Linked DNA regions of Salmo salar: region 1 is linked to region 2. The links are chromatin contacts, called in public Hi-C maps. All regions are on one chromosome and are shown on one strand. The core of a region is the stretch at or near the end of the contact, and the rest is flanking DNA. Distances in the headings are between cores, read along the strand shown.

Region 1 (3,054 bases), core at 279-2,778, 250 kb before region 2:
CACTCCCAACCCTCAGCACAACTCTGGTTCCCTCATCAGACACCCAGCGTGAGGGTACCAACACCTCTCTCTCATACCACACCCAGCCAATGAAATCCCTCAGCCGTGGATCCTGGGTGATGTCGTTGTAGCTGGCAGGCACTGGCATGTCAATCACCGGACCGGTCTAGACAAACGGATAAAAAGAGAGAGAGAGAGAGAGAGAGAGAGAGAAAGAGAAGAGGGAAGAATGAATAAGAACAAATGTTTACAATCTTTTTTACTTAAATTATCATCAAGACAGTTTACACAAAGTATTAGGTAAAATACATGCAAAGACTTGGCGAAACAAACAGTTTTAGTTGGTTTGAAGTTACAACAGACTACCGATAAAAAAAATTTTTTTGCAGACGAGATTGGATAATCATTTTGTTTGCAGACTACAGATTGGATAATAATTTTGTTTGCAGACAAGCCTATCAAAGTTCCCCAAACAGACCAGCATTAAAAGTTATAGTGGCAGATAACTATTCTGAACAAACAGGACTGGTAGTCCACATGCTTTTGGCGACGATTTTATAACACACTATCCACTTGACATAGTTAATATAGTTTATTAACACACTATCCACTTTACATAGTTAATATAGTTTATTAACACACTATCCACTTTACATAGTTAATATAGTTTATTAACACACTATCCACTTTACATAGTTAATATAGTTTATTAACACACTATCCACTTTACATAGTTAATATAGTTTATTAACACACTATCCACTTTACATAGTTAATATAGTTTATTAACACACTATCCACTTTACATAGTTAATATAGTTTATTAACACACTATCCACTTGACATAGTTAATATAGTTTATTAACACACTATCCACTTTACATAGTTAATATAGTTTATTAACACACTATCCACTTTACATAGTTAATATAGTTTATTAACACACTATCCACTTTACATAGTTAATATAGTTTATTAACACACTATCCTCTTTACATAGTTAATATAGTTTATTAACACACTATCCACTTTACATAGTTAATATAGTTTATTAACACACTATCCACTTTACATAGTTAATATAGTTTATTAACACACTATCCTCTTTACATAGTTAATATAGTTTATTAACACACTATCCACTTTACATAGTTAATATAGTTTATTAACACACTATCCACTTGACATAGTTAATATAGTTTATTAAACATGGCTGTTGATGTTTACCTCTGCAAGGGGACTTTTATACCAAGCCTGTTCAAAGCCCAAGTTCCTGTTATGTGAGAAGTCGGCTCTGAAGTCCCACAGCCCGTTCAGCTCTCTGATCTCACGGGACGACGACTCCCGGGGGAACAGCATCCCACCGTGCTGAACATGAGCGACATCCCATACCGCAGATAGCAACACTAAATACTTTACTAGCCTTCTAAACGGCTCCATTTTCACACATTGGCTAACAACACACGTCTTTAGCTTTCAGCAGTTAGTCACATGACCAGCTCTAACGGAAGTCTTGTTCTGTGGGGTTTTTTATGGCGGACTACAACCCATAAAGGTGTATTGCCGCCACCAACTGGATGGTTTGAAAACAAAATTACAAATAAATCCATAAGTAATAGTGAAACTAAATTAATCCACCCCAATAAAAAAATAGTACATTGCCAAAACTAACAAAACTCCCACTTCCTTCCTTCTTTTAATTCTCCATATCTCCCTTCTCAGACCTGCTAGGGTGGTACGGCTTGTGCCAATATTCCACTTTAAGTCCTTCGCTGAGAAATCTTTCAGCCCTGGGAACCGCTCCAACACAATCACTATGATTTATATCTTCCTGGAACTTCTCTCCACCTTGGCAGTGCCATTAATTACCACAGCTATAAAAGCCATACAATCCACCTTCTTAATCTTTAAAATGTAAGGATCCTGCTGGTTGAAAGGCAACCCCTGCAGCCTAGACCTATCCACTACCATAGACTCTTCAGGTGCACTATTCAAACCCTCAACCCCTTTAATAACAGCTGCTGCATATGAAATGTCCTGTACAGCCCTGACTTTGGCCAAATTATCTTTCATCATTGTCGGGCATTTGAAAGACGTGGCTTCATGGTTCCCACCGTAATTGCAACATGTCACATGTTCATCACTTTTATAACACATAATATGAACTTTTCCACATCTCGGCTTCTCTCTTCTGCAAACACTTCCTACATGACCAAAAGCTCTGCAACGATCCCACTGCATTGGGATAAAAGCTCGGACTCTGTAGTTAATATACCCTAACTGCACTTTTTTGTTTCAATTTAACCTTTATTTAACTAGGCAAGTCAGTTAAGAACAAATTCTTATTTTCAATGACGGCTTAGGAGGTTTACTGCCTTGTTCTGGGGCAGAACGACAGATCCTCACAGCCTTCACTCTTCCCAGCACTCTCTCCACCAGTTTGGATATCTCAAATGGATTGGTCATTTATTTCCCATTGTATTTTTCTACCCATTAATGCACAAATATTTGTCAGGAAGAAGAATGTTTTTGTAAAATTCCTATTCACCAACAAAACTGTAATGCTTGTCTCTGGCCACTAGGCGGAGCCTAACACAGGAGATGCCATGCTTTTTCATAAAGATCAAGAAACGTATGTGTGCAAAAACCGTGCAAACCTCTCCAAGCAGAAAGGTGTATATTAATGATTTGTGCCTACGGGTTCACTGCCATTGTTGGGATTGGAAACATCATGGATCTGATTTCACTAAACTTGATGAGTGTAGGCTACTCTAACGTAACAAACTGAACCACGGCCCAAGAACTTCATTTGGATGAGCCCCAGCTAATTCAGGTAACTGTCTAGACCAGGGGTACTCAGTACTATTTGAGAAGGTCCGGACACACATTTCCTAGTTAGTGAGTGTAACCGATGTGAAATGGCTAGCTAGTTAGCGGTGGTGCACGCTAATAGCGTTTCAATCAGTGACGTCACTCGCTCTGAGACTTGAAGTAGGGTTTCCCCTTGCGCTGCAAGGGCCGCGGCTTTTGTGGCGCGATGGGTAACGATGCTTC
Region 2 (2,850 bases), core at 295-2,794:
ACTAGCAATACTCCCTTGACATTTATGGTTTATCCCATGTGTAACTCTGTGTTGACACACTGCTTTGCTTTATCTTAGCCAGGTCACAGTTGTAAATGAGAGCTTGTTCTCAACTGGCCTACCTGGTTAAATAAAGGTGAAATACATTTTTTTTATTTTTTTTTAAATGGTGCACTCAGAAATTCACAAAATAACTGACGAATTTACGAATGTGCAACACCCGTTGAATATGACCATCGCCAGCAGAATATTCTAGTAAGTTTGCCAGCAGCACAGTCAGTCACTAACGCTATTGACAACATTTCAAACCGCCTAACCAGCTCTGCTAGGGTCAGAGACAGGTGTTCTCTCATTTGTGTCCGACCTAAATAATTATATCTAAACTTTTTCGCTGAACAGTAGAAAGAAGATTATTCAGTCGATTTTCCCCATTAGTCCTAGACTATGGCAACATCTATATGAACGCAGCGGCCACTTATTTAAAGCTGTAAAAAGCAGTTTAACATAGCGCACTGCGGTGCATGTTCTGCGCATGTGACAAATAAAATTTGATTTGATTTATTATGGGCAACAATTTTAGTACTCATCACTGCATTCTCTACCAGAAAGTTGGTTGGCCCTCTTTCACGTAGGTAGATACATTGCTGTTCTCATTTATAAAATAAAGGTGTTAAAAAAAATGTTTTTAAATTAAGTAGCTAGTAAGTTAGGCAACTTCAGCCAGTTAACGTTATCTTGGGTGCTTGGAAACAAGTTGTGAGGACAGAAAGCTCGGATATGCGCTCTGAACGATCCGAGGACGAAATGCTCTGAATTTAACAAGACAACATTTGACAACTCTCTGAATTAACGAGAGACCCAGAGAGCGCACTCTTGACACACTGGAGACAATTTACGAACACACCCTTTGATAGGATCAGAGAAGCTTGGTACTAGAAAAGCATACAAAAAAACACGCTAAACAATACCGTTTGACAGCTAAAACACCTAGTTCACTAAATGTAGGTAGATAATCAAACAGGTGCAACAATACAGAAATGGTGAAAACTAGTAGCTGGCTTTCCTTAGCCGAGGTTGACGAGCTATCGTTAGTCAGAGTAGTGATGCCCCGTGAAACACACCGGCTGCTAGGAGGGGGAGGCGGCCGAAGGTCTAGTGGACTGGTCTAGCTAAGCACACTGGCAAATGTCAAAATATTGCTAATGAACAGCATATCTCGCAGCAGCCGTGCAACATAATACACACCATTTAAAAAAAAATTGACATCTTGGCTTATTTATTTTTTTCAAATACAATCGGGTTAGCTACTCACTCAGAAAGAATCAGCTGATACAACGGTGACTCAGTAGACTACACGACTTCCGCATTCACGAGCGATGACCTATGCTTCGACCAATCAGCAAAAGTAAAGCATGCATTTGAACCAATGGTCAGAGAGAATTCGTACCAATAATTGCGGAATAGCCAATGAAAGTTTCTGACAGGTAAAAGCGCGGTTGTGTAGCCGCGTCAATGGCGTGCACACACCCACACCAAAGCCAATCAAGACAGATCGGTGCCTCTAGAATGGGTCGATTCGATTAGGATGTGGTCCGTGATATGAACGGGCAAAAGCGGTGGTGAGGGAGGAGTGCCGGTCTAAAATGGAATACTGATCTACGCCACTTGATCACGAGTCAACATGGTGCATCGCTCAGAAACATACATCTCTTTTCCATAAAATATATGTTTTAATTTTCTAACTATTTGTCATTGGGAAGGTAGATTAAGCAATAATTGTTGCATGTGAAAATACACAATCCTACTCATTACTCGGCGTGCTTAATTACATCACTTTTGTTTTGAACAGACTTCACCGTGGTCGTTGAACGGGGCATCTGGCTCACGCCCCGGGAGGCAGCCCGATTCCCAAGACGAATGCATTCAACTTTCACCTGGTACAAAACAAATCTACCCGGGCACGGGGGTCATATTAATCGAATTCCCTCAATGTTGCTGGCAATCGCGCGGCATCAGAGGGGCGTCAGTGCCTGTGGGCGGTATTCTAGTGAACTGAGGGACCAATAGAAAATCACAGCGCGGCACAAACTGATCACATGCTACGGCGCGTCACCGGGAGCTTTGTTAAAGCGGTCGTGACTCCATTTGAAATCAATCGCGTCTGAAAACGTTCGCGCTCCAAGCTGAGCCGACTGTAGTAATGAGCCCCACAAATCCACGGGAGCACAAAGCACAGGTTCAACAATTTTCCTGAAACAGGTTTTTTTTTTGTCCTGCAATCTAGAGCCATAATCATTGTGCTTAATTCTATGTAAAAATTTTTTTAGTTATTGCTTGCTTTTCTAAAGTCTACCAACCTTGCCAGCAGGGATGCCAGCTAACATAGTTATACAAGCTAGCTACTCTACCTTGATTGATAGCCTGAAATGGCTCCTGGGTAGGTCGTTTTGATTTTGGAAGATTGGAAACCTATCTAGGCTAGCTAAAGCCAACTTTATAAAATTGCTAGGTGGCTCTGTTACAGAGAAACATTATTCTTTTTTTAAGGACATCTGAGGGGGCATGTACCACTGCGTCCCCATATGGGCATGACACCAGGGGCTTGGAATGTTTCTGAGTAAGGGAAAGGCAATCGCATGGTTGTGGTCACTGATAACGGTGGAGAGCTGTTAATTTGGCTCTCCTATCTAAAGAGCCCATTTATATTTTCTAATTGAATTTATTGTCGTTAGGTTCTAAATAAACGAGTATAAACTACCGGACAACTAGGAAAAGTTCAAACCAAGTTTAGTCACCCAATGGGTCAGACAGCGAAACAGATTAAGACATGTTCGCACGAACATGTCTTAA

The links. A called contact is a pair of places that touch in the nucleus more often than the background predicts.
Region 1: a Hi-C map of gill shows a contact between it and region 2, with 4 times the contacts expected there. The contact joins the promoter of LOC106603975 here to the promoter of mtmr4 in region 2. A contact is called at or near these places in 2 of 3 Hi-C or Micro-C datasets (gill and muscle).

Annotation. Positions count from the first base shown.
Region 1 is chrssa04:82,951,253-82,954,306 of Ssal_v3.1, reverse strand. It overlaps LOC106603975 (beta-glucuronidase), which reads right to left and starts at 1,528. Exons shown (of 12, transcript XM_045717410.1): 1 at 1,228-1,528; 2 at 1-166. The coding sequence starts at 1,440.
Region 2 is chrssa04:82,700,860-82,703,709 of Ssal_v3.1, reverse strand. It overlaps mtmr4 (myotubularin related protein 4), which reads right to left and starts at 1,544. Exons shown (of 20, transcript XM_045717405.1): 1 at 1,313-1,544.